2 separate regions of the Anser cygnoides genome follow, and region 1 is linked to region 2. The links are chromatin contacts, called in public Hi-C maps. All regions are on one chromosome and are shown on one strand. The core of a region is the stretch at or near the end of the contact, and the rest is flanking DNA. Distances in the headings are between cores, read along the strand shown. Region 1 holds the start of F7 (coagulation factor VII). Region 2 overlaps LOC106048954 (a long non-coding RNA gene).

Evidence for each region. A called contact is a pair of places that touch in the nucleus more often than the background predicts.
Region 1: a Hi-C map of liver shows a contact between it and region 2, with 1.8 times the contacts expected there. The contact joins the promoter of F7 here to the enhancer-like site in region 2. A contact is called at or near these places in 2 of 7 Hi-C or Micro-C datasets (both in liver).

What each region holds. Positions count from the first base shown.
Region 1 is chr1:148,119,396-148,124,864 of Taihu_goose_T2T_genome, reverse strand. F7 (coagulation factor VII) reads left to right here and starts at 3,332. Exons shown (of 8, transcript XM_013197422.3): 1 at 3,332-4,257. The coding sequence starts at 4,188.
Region 2 is chr1:147,323,042-147,328,308 of Taihu_goose_T2T_genome, reverse strand. All of the region lies in intron 3 of LOC106048954 (a long non-coding RNA gene), which reads left to right. Among named protein-coding and RNA genes, the nearest start is that of SOWAHC, 17 kb to the right of the region's middle. Within about 2 kb of position 2,073, at least 3 of the 3 cell types and tissues checked have open chromatin away from gene starts, as enhancers often do. A contact at or near this core is called in liver, where this site is marked.

The DNA of each region.
Region 1 (5,469 bases), core at 2,083-4,582, 800 kb before region 2:
TGGCTGTGCCAGGTCCCCATCAGGGACAGCCCCAAATGACAGTGGGGCAGGGGTAGGGAGTGCATGAGGCAAAGACATTCTGGGGGGGGGCTCTGCTGAGCATAAGGCGTCACAGTTGTTTGAGCACCCCTTCCCCTCCTCGCCTGCCCACGCTCTGTTGCACAGGGTTAGCTCTAAATACCTTGTCATGTATAAATAAGCACGCTCCCCAGTACTGATGGGCTCCAAAGAGTATTCACAGCGAAGCCTCCTCACCCAAAGCTTGTCTTTTCTTAGAAAATTTGAGGGTAGTGTTATGCATAGACAAGTCCTTGACTAAAAAAGGAGCGTGACGTACATAAAACACAGGCTGTGAGACAAACTGGCAGCATTTCCTCATCCAACCTACATGAGATTGGATGAAGATGAGGCCCCTCAGCTTTTCAGCACAAGAGGCCAAGTCATGGCCCGGGCAAAGGAAACCCATGAGGAGCTCTCCCAACTTCTCTGTACATGGCTCTGAGCCCTGTGGCGACAGGCCAAAATGCCCCGTGACATTAAGTCCCTGTAGAGGCCTATATGACACTACTAGACCTATATGCAAGAAGAAATGATGTGCTAAAGTATGCTTGTAGGTGTAGTTGCATCTCTCCTGAGGACCATCGCGACCGCTGCTGCCTGTACCAGCTGCAGCCTAAAGATGGTGGTAGAAAATCAAGGATCGAGGCTTGCATTTCTGTTCTGAGAGATTTTGACTAAGGTCAGCCCCTTCGGTGCTGAAATATTCTCCTTGAAAAACCAATTGAAACGAATCAATGAATCACCTTTCAGGTGTTTGGATTTATTTATTTCATATCAGTTGCCAAGACAGCAAGGGGCCCAGCTGTGCTTAAAAGGCTATGTACTTACTAGAGGTACTGGTATGGCTGTGATGGTCTTAGGAAATAGCCAAGAGAATATCTCTAGTAGAGTTAATCTCAATTATTGCCAGCTGAGATACGCAGCACTGAACATAGATTTTGGGCACACCACCTCTAGTTTAAATGTATTTTGCACAGCCTTTTCTATGTCTTTCATTTCCTTGTGGGGAAAAAAAAATCCACACCAACATTAAAAAGTAAAATTTTAAGTACCTGTATTCAGAGCTGATCACAAAAAAAAAAAAAAAAAACCCTCAAAAATATTACCTCCCCATTTTTTACTCCTTCTCTATGAGCATAGTTGCTGCACAGGGGCAAAAAACTCAGTCAAACAGGCAAGTAATTTTCTACTGGAAAGAAATATTTCTCTTTTGAGGTCTAAAAAGCAAATCATTTGCTTTAAAGCTTAGTCACGTAATATTTGTGTATTTACAGTTTAGTACAACAGAAACAGGAAATAATTAACTTGATAACAGGCTTGGATCTCTTGTAAGTAGTCTGATAAGTGTATGATGGCAAGTTACAACTGTTATTGGAGATTTAGACTGAATTTTCCATTTTTAGCTTGTTCCTAAACCCTTTTTACCTAAACTCCCTGGTCAGCTCACTCAAGTGATGTCTTATGGTATTTCAGAAATAGAAATCTCTTTTTTTCCTTTTTAAAAAAAAAAAATAATAAAAATTGTCACTGAGTGCTGACAGGAAAACTCATGTTTAAATAATCAGTGACCTGATGGATCAGATTGAGTTGCACAGTTCCCAGTAGCTTCCATATGTGTCTTATCTTCAACCCAAAATATCAACCTAAAAATAGCAAAATCATACGAGTTTTTCTTTGAAAAATGTCAAAATAAACCAAGGCAAGAATAAAGAACAGTATGTTCTAAGACATCAATTCATGTCTTCCAGGCTACTGCTTCTGGTTTAGACATTTTTACACATTGTTAACATTTTTCTTTTTTTTTATTGTTATTTTTATTTTATTTTTTATATGAACTTGGAAATGAAGCAACTTTGGACTTCCAAAGCATACACTAAAAAAATGCCCTAAATCATATTTTCTGAACAGCTGTCCCCAAACAGATTCTAGCAGCAGTCATGGGGTGAGTTTGCTTTAATATACATTTACTTTTAATTGGACAGTGGATTATTTTCCTTGGAATTGCTCAGAAAATATAAGGCAAGGCTGAAGCCTCCACTGGGAAGGAGATTTATTGAGCAGAATACCAGGATAATTCTCATAAGCTACAGCAAGACCACACAAGAAAAAAACCCACAAAGTGAGATCTAGGGATCTTCTGGGGAAAACAAGCTAATGACCTGACATTTGTTCCTCCAGCTGGGGTCCCAGACCATAAGGAAGGGGAGCTCTTCTTGAAGTCAAGAGCTCTTCTTCAACCAAAGCACTATAAGCAGAGATCTACGTGAAGCTGGCTGGCAAAGAGCTGCCATGAAGTCCTGAAGTCCAGCTGGATCTCCAGTGGCTCTTGTCATGGGCACAGGCCTCCTTGCCACCCCTGATGACATCTAATCTCAAGAATTTTTCTTGGAAGAAGGGCTGGCCCCATGGGAACCGACTGTTGTTCCCAGTACTCGGACTTCTCCCTGCGAAATAACAATGGGTTTTGTTGTATTCCCAAGCAGTAAAAACAAAATCTTTCACGTGTGCAGGCTGGCAAGGGAGAAAGAGAGCAGGGAGGCATTGCCTCAGGCCTAGAGGATGTACAGAAGCCTGTGCACCATCAAGGAAGAGAAGCCAGCGAAGTGGTGCCATGGCTGTGGAGCGGGACCACCTGCAGCCCCTAGCAGGGTGCTGGCAGATCCCACCCAGCCCAAGGAGACACCCCTGGGTGGCGACAGGGACCAAGCTGGGCTGGCCTAGGGCGCAGGAGGCACCTGGTGTTCAAACAGACAGGGGGTGCAGCTTTTCCCGAGAAGACGCGACAGAGGGAGATGTCTGCAAGCAGATCTGAAAAACTAGGCTTCGCTAAGCTGAACATGTCCTAGCTGTTTTCAGCTCACTGCCGTAGGCAAGTGAGCAAGGAATGAGGACCATGTTGGCAGGTTATGAGGTACGGAGGGGCTTCCCAGAAAGCTTGGGCCTGCTAGAGCTCCTTTAGTACCCCAGCTGCCACCCCCTGCCCTGGGACGGGACCTGCCACCATCTCTGACCATGCTGGGAGCCCAGCTGCCATCCAGAGACGTGCCCAAATGCCTCCTCTCAGGAAACCAGTTTCAGAGCAGGATGTCCAGCCGTGGCATGGAGCAGCAGGAACGCGTGCGAAGGGTGGCCGGGAGCCCAGCTGTCCGATCGATGGCGGCTTCCTGGAAGTTCAGCCGAGCGCTGGCAGCAAAGCAGCAGCACAGCTGGGGCTTTTCAGGGCCACAAGGCTGAGGTGCAGAGCCAGCCCTCCTTCCTCCGCACCAACCGAGGGGAGGACTGCCTGAAGGATGCCCCAGCCCTCAGGGCTGCTTCGCTTCTCATGGGCAAACATGCCCTTTACCTCCCTGCTATCTGAAGTCAACATTTACCTAAGCCTGTTGTCAGCTCTCTGCTGTGATGCCACTAATTGATTTCCGTTAAATCAGAGGATTGCTTATTCCCCAGATATAATATGATTTGCAGACTAGCCCCTCGAAGCCCTGTCATTACTCATGAAACGCAATGTGGATCAGCTCCGCATCTCCTCGAGCTGGTACAGCTTGCAAGGCACAGGCATCTTGCAATAAAGCCACAGGAAACCAATGTAGGGTACTTCTGCTGGTTAATTAGTGTCTCCAAGTAATCTGAGCCAGAAGTTCAGGGTTTCCACTGGTGACTGGGAGGTGGGAAAAAGGGGGATGTCAGCAGTTTGGTCATCCCCCAAATCCCTGACAGGTTGTACCTGGCCTGCCTGGTCGAGACAAATGCCCTGCTGCAGCTCTGCATGGATGGTGACACGGCCAGCACAGTGCCATACAGACACAGGGGCCTGGCATTTATTTTTTGCCTGAAAAAGGCCTGTTAGATGGAAAATAAAGGGGCAGGGTAGAAGCCTCTGCAATCAGCACAGCCTTTGCACAGCTCAGGAGAGCGTGCTTCGACAGCAAGCTCCCTGCTGGTGCAGAAAGGACACGGTGCAGGATTTGCAGGCGCCCTCGTGCTCAGCTCTCTGCGCGGATCGTTCCTGGTTTCCATGACTCGCCGGCCCCTCCTCTGCTCCGAGCGTTTGAAGCTGAGCTCTTTGGCCAAACAGTCCTTGCTGAAATGTCAATACGCCGCTGGGACGCCGACTTGTAGGGTTCATCATGGTTTCCAGGCAGTGCGTGGCTTTGCTTCTCTGCTTTCCGCTGCTGATTCCACTTTCTCTGGATGCAGGTACGTCTGCAATTACATTTACTGGCAGCAAACCTCTCTGCTGATACACTGGCATAATCCTTACTGCGAGCTTTGAGTGCTGTTGCACACAGAAATGTTTGTCCTGCCTCTGGTTGTGCCTGTGAGCTGTTCGAAGGCTCTTGTTTGCTTTCAGTGATGGCAGCCGTGTGCTTGTTTTGCCAGCTGAGGAAAATCCCTTCCACGCTCATATGCGCATCTATCACCTCACTGCACAGGCAGCAGGTCAACCATCAGCTGCCTGCCTATGAGGTGAAAACAGGAACCTAGATTTATTTTTATTTCATGCTGAGCCATGGTATTTTTCAAAGCAGAGAATCGATAGCCTCTCATTCAGCTGACAAGAAATTAAAGAGGGGAAGACCGCTATGTTTCCATTGCAGTAGATGGGAGCGAGGTGGCAGCTCTTCGGTAGTTTCAGGATGTGTCTGAAAATCAGCAACCAAATTAGTACAGCAGAACCAGAAGAAATTGCTTGGTGATTCTCAGGTAGCCATTGACTGTGTCTCTCAAACTGTGATGAACAAAGCTGGAAGAAATTTTTAGCAAAGTCTAAAATGTTCCAATGTAAATAAGTGGAGAACGCAGGAATGAAAGTGGGAGGGTGTCAGTATCCACGTGCGTTGATACATATGTAATGTATCTTCAGCATAATTATAAACCTTTAAAGAAAGCCATATTAAATGCATACAGCCTGATTTAAAAATCACAGCAGAACAACCCAGCTGACATTCCTGCAATGGACAAATGTTTATGAAACACCCTGTGATAAATTAGATGCATGACACAAAATAGTTTAATCCTTTAAGTAACTTTGAAATATGGGGAAAATGACCAGTATTTCACATGTAATTCGGCAAATGTCCTGATTTGACACTGATGCCAAGAGGCAAAGAACTCACCAGACCAAACTAGGCCCTCTCGGGATTCATGTTTATGTGTATGCCTGTGAGGGTGCCTATGAGTGTACACTCACATCCCCAGGGGTCATCAGTCTTGTCCTTCAGAGGCCACCCCAAGTCCTCCCAGCAGGCTGGAGGCAAATCTCCCTCTTTTGTGGGTCCTGTGGTGGTGGTGGAGAATGTCCTGGGGCACAGGCAGGGCATATGCACCATCCTGAATCCCCAAATCCACCCACAGTAAATGGGTTCAAGTTGCAAGTACTGATGTAAGTTGTCGATACTAAGCTCCAGA
Region 2 (5,267 bases), core at 824-3,323:
CTCTAAGACTTAGGTCTTCACTATTCAAACTGGTTGGATAGCACAGTTAAGATCCATAAACCTATGGCTGCTACTCTAACAGAAGTGCTGGTGCCAGTAGTTGTGTTCTTGGCACAGGATTCAAATGTCCCAGCCAACCTGCAATGAGATCCCCGAAGAAAAGGAAATCTAGCTTCGAAGTCTGCCAGACTGGGAGATAACCCAAGCTGATCAGAGTCAAACTTCTCCTTAATTATGTTAATAGTAGACAGGGGACAATCTGTTTTTTCCTGGCTTTCGTCCCGATGACTAGGACCACTACAAACATTTCCTATCTTTTCAATCTATTTTTATCTGGAGGAGGTTTCACAGAGCGTGCAGTATCTTGGGGAGGACAATACTCAAGTAAATCGAACCATGTGCCATGTTCCATGTAGGAAGCGGTTTTGATAATCTTTACAAATGCTGTTTTGATAGCTTCAAAAAACAATTTGACAATTTAACAATTTGATAGCTCCTGCTGTCTACCAGGGGCTCCATCTCATCATCGGAGAAATGGAAGGAGCTACGAGGAGCCCAAAGTCCTGTCTGGTTGCAAGGGTCTATTTTGGTCTGTTTTGGTGGAGGTTACTCTGTACTGGGGCAGGCACCCTCTAACATCAGCTCGAGGAGCAGTACTTGTCTTTTTAACATCTGTGCTCATTGCTTTTGTCATTTCATGGCTGTGAGGTATTATGTTCACCTGGCACCAGACACTTTAGGGGACTGGCACTGCTGTAACCAAAGAGGAAAACACCTGAAACTCTCAGGGCAGTTTTATAGGGGAGAAGACAGGGATCTGCGAAAATATCACTAAAACGGGAGCAAAATATTAACTAACCCTCAATGGAAAACTGGGGAAAGTTGCTGCCAGATCCTACAGCTCATTTGTGGAGAATTTGTGGAAATGGGCCACAAATAATCTCTCAAGGTGCTGTCTCGTAGCATGTGGTTGTAGATCTACAGCATGGGCCTTTGTCTTGCCGTGGAAATGAAGAAATCCCCGCCAGCTTAAATGTCACCCAGAAGGAAATGAAATAGTGAAGTGTCAAAACACAGCAGGACAAAATCTTTCCCTTTGAGACAGACTGCTTCTGACCTGAGTTAACCACAGCAGCAGGGGTGGTGCTGGGCTTGTGTCTGAGGGACACGCTGGCAGGGGGAAGCGGTATCCTCAGCAGCTACGCTGCATTGAAGTTTTGTGTCCTGCCCCATGGGAAAACACGCTAGTTACACATTAACGTGGTTTCTTCACTAGCGGCATGGGTCCCAGCTGAGGGACGAGCGCAGACAAATGATCACCAACTTGTGTTTCACCTTTCACAGGACCAGCGTTAAATGCTGCCTTAAGGTTTCTCAGAGCCTCATAGTATTGGGAAAGCCTCTGCTATTTCTTACATAGTGATCTTAGAAGCTAACGTGGGTGGTGGAGGCATAGCAAAAGGTGTGGTTAGACAGCACAGGTGCAATCTGTTTAGGGGTGTTGTCAAAAGCACCTGCTCTCCTCTTTCCCTTTGCTGTTGCCAACGTGCTTGACCTGACGCTGTTTTCCTCTGATCCACCTTCGTTAAGATTACAGAGCACCAGCATGGGGTCTGCTAAGCCTCTGGCTTGGGTGAAGTTAGGCAGTCACCTAGGACAGCAGGGAGAAATGAAAATGAGAAAAAGGAGAGGGGAAATGCAGGGGGAGGCTTTTATGTCCTGCCTCAGGTACTACATTCCCTCCTCCGTGCTGCTGGGATTAGTTTGTGTGCTCCAAAACCTTCTGGGGAAGCCGAATGACAAACAAGAACAGCACGTCTGTTACTCAAAGGCACTCAGCCTTAACATATACACGTGCAGGGGAAAACGTGGTGCCATAATCCGGCTTTGCGCACGCCAGATCCCAGGCCAGAGGTCATGGGGATCAGCCCGGGGCACACAATCCCGGTCCCACTGGAAAATAAAACTATAAAAAGAAACCTGTCGATACAACAAATTAGCCGTGAGAACTGGACTGGGTGTCAAAGCCTAAGTCAGCACTTCGCATTGTGTAGCTGCGAGATGTTTGATCGGTGAGCCCTGACGCTGTGTTTACTGCACCGTGAAACCGCGGGCGCAGGAGGGGAATGTCAGCAGCCACGCGGGGCCGGAGCACTCAGCTCCTCAGAAAACGTCTCTGAGGGACTTGGCCTGTGGAAAACCGCAATTGCTGCTGGGCCTGGCAGCAGCCAGAGCTCCCAGCTCTACTCTAAGCGCTCACAGGAGAGGGTGACAGCTTGCCAAGTCCAGTATCTATGTGAGAAGCTGGGGAGAGGGAATGTGAGAAATTATCTTTCCATATTCTGATTGCATCTAATTTGGTGACTGACCATCTGTCTACTTTGTTTAGCTTCTTTTTAAATCCGTGGCATATGTGCTGGCTTCCAAAATCACTTCCAGATGTAAAATTCTTTCAGATAACAATCCCTTTTACTTTTTCACGTTAGATATTTAGGTGTACAGGGTATTGGAAAAGCGATTTTTTTTTACCATTACATTTCCCATAAACTTTTTTTTTAATTATTTTTAACTGTGCTAGGCCAGTCCTCACGTGTACGGAGCCACAGTGCCTACAGCACACACACTGATGTCCCATGTGCACAAATAATGGCCCCTTAAAACAGCAGAGGACAGAACCAGCTCCTGGGGTAGTGTCCTGGAGTCTATGGGGATGAACGTGAAAAGAGAAGGGACCCACATGAGGAAGATATCGGTGCTGTCCCCAGTGACCAGATTTTTTTTTGAACAGCTGCAGGGATTTGCCCTAGAGAGTCAGACTTTAACGGTGACAACAACTGAGTTCATGGAAAAATGTAAAGAAGCAAAACACTAAATCCACATGGAATGCCACGGCTCCGAATGTCTGAAGTTTGGCTCCTGTGGATTTCTGGACAACAAATTCTCAGCACTCCTTAACTGACAGTGAAAACGCTTTGAAGACAGCTCTGAAATGAATGCATTTCTAAAGAGGCTTCATCTCCACTCATGTCCTTTTATTTTCTGGCTCAGCTTTATAGAACATGCTGGAACCATCCTTTCTTTACAACTCATCATAAGCGGTATCTTCTGCCTGCTGGCATTCAGCTCATGATTGAGATGAAGGATCACAAATATTTCCATTTCTTTAATCAGAAAGTTAAGAATCTCTGTGTTAAATTACCAGTAATGAAAAGTCTTCTCTGAAACCAGGCATTGGTTGTTCAAGTTACCTGGAAGTAGGATAGCAAAGATAATAGATATCTTGAATTGTAGATAGTTCAGAAAAAGATGAAAGAAAAAAAAAAAGATTTTGATTTGCATTGAAACAGAAACCATTGAAATCTGTGAAATCAAAAGGTTTGAGAAAAATAATTTGAGGATAAATTAAATACTTGGTTTGATCTTAAATGCATCATTTTTCTACTTTGAGCACTTTTATTCACATTTAAGTTACTAGAAAGTAAACTTCGAGGAAACATTGAAACAGAAAGCTGAAAAGAAATGCATTTCATTTTCAAAAAAGTGGAACTGACACAAGTAATTTCTTTCAAAAAGATTTTTTTTTTTTTTGACCAGACAATTAAAACCCAATCTCAAGTCACAAAACGTTATGGCATTACTGAAGCTTCTTGCGCTAGTAAAAGAAGTATCTCTGAGAAATAATTCCCTCATCTGCACATGTAAGTTGCTTTCCAGGCAGGAACAAGAAGAGAAAGGACAGGGGGAGGATGCAAATAGCCATAAGGAGACAGTGCTTGCAGGTCCTTCTGGCCATCTCCTCCAGTGAAGGTCCCGAGGGGCCCCAGCCCTGGTTTGCTGGCAGGACTCTCAGAGCAAATGAATCTGCCTGGGGCTCCCAGCCTACACCGTGCACAGATGGAGGCATCCTGAGCCGGTGGAAAAATACCAAAACCTTTTGTTCTGAAACGACTTCAATCTGCTGAGGAAGTGACCTCCATATGGCTGTTAAAGTGAGGAGAAATCCTTAATGACAGTATAACCCATTTAGCGTTCCCATACCTACGGATTTAAGGAACAGCCATTAGAGCACGCTTTTTGGAGGATCCTCTTTCTGTCTGTCAGTGGCTCCTGACACAGCCTTGATTCAGGGCAAACTCCAGAGAGCAGGAGCCCCATCCTGTGCACCGCATCCCTCTGGGCCAGCACGTGGAGCACCAGCAGCAGAGGGGCTGGGGGTCTCGAGCCAGTGCTCTGGATGCTTCTGGTAGGATTCCACATCTCCATGATGGTATTGCAGCCTGGGTGCAGCTCTGATGCTCACCCTTCAGCCTCATCCCAAATTTCAGGACCACTTTGTGTTTGATTTTCAATCCATCCTTCAGCTTGCTTCTGCTTTGTAGGTAACTGATCTTCCTGAAAGTTGAATTTGCTGGCTTTGCAAGGCTGCTGTCAAACAGCTCTTTGCTTCTGCTAATATAGAGGAGGGACAAGAAATTTCTGCCAAAAATATGAGTGAGATTCCTACTCTTAAGGGCAGGATATCTCAGCTCTAAAACCTTATCTGCACATGAACTCTACTGCCTTGTAGTGGGATAGTACAATCAAGGAAGGTGTGACCATGAAGGTGTGTGTGGAATAAATGAACCAGTAAGAATAAAGCCTCAGCCCCGTACGTAATTCAGTAGAAACTTTCCAACCTGAGTGTTTTGGCAGTGCGTCATTACTTGGAAGGGCATATGACTGCAGTGTGGTGTTTACTTGCTCGCCAGATATACTATGTCCTCTGTGGATGAAAAAAAAAAAAGTATTTTGGCATCAGACAAAGCAAATAAACGATAACTTTAGAGCAAGGCTATTAAGCACAGTGATCTTTCTGGTGGCAATCACACCAAGCAGTAGGAGGCTAGTATTCAGCAAAACTGCTCTGCTGGCACAGCAGGTTCGGGCTAGCAAGGCTCCATTGTCATTTAAAAGCAGGCATATTTAAGGGGTTAGGATGTCTTCCTTCCACTTTGTTCTGATTTGGCGGACCTCCTTGTTCTTATTGCTCTTTGAGCACACTTAAGGGACCAACCCGTTCGTTTCCATGTTCAGAAACACAATCGTATTTTCATCAGGTCACTCTTCCGTGAGCTGCAGTTCGCTGAGTGCTGCACTGGAAGCACTTGGTGGCCTCAGGAGAGGCAATGTGTGAGTTGGGCAGCAGGAGAGAGGAGTTCTGACGAGCAGAAAAGGCTGGGCTAGATGGAAACTGCATCAGCATGTCAGATGCAAATATTAGGCACAGA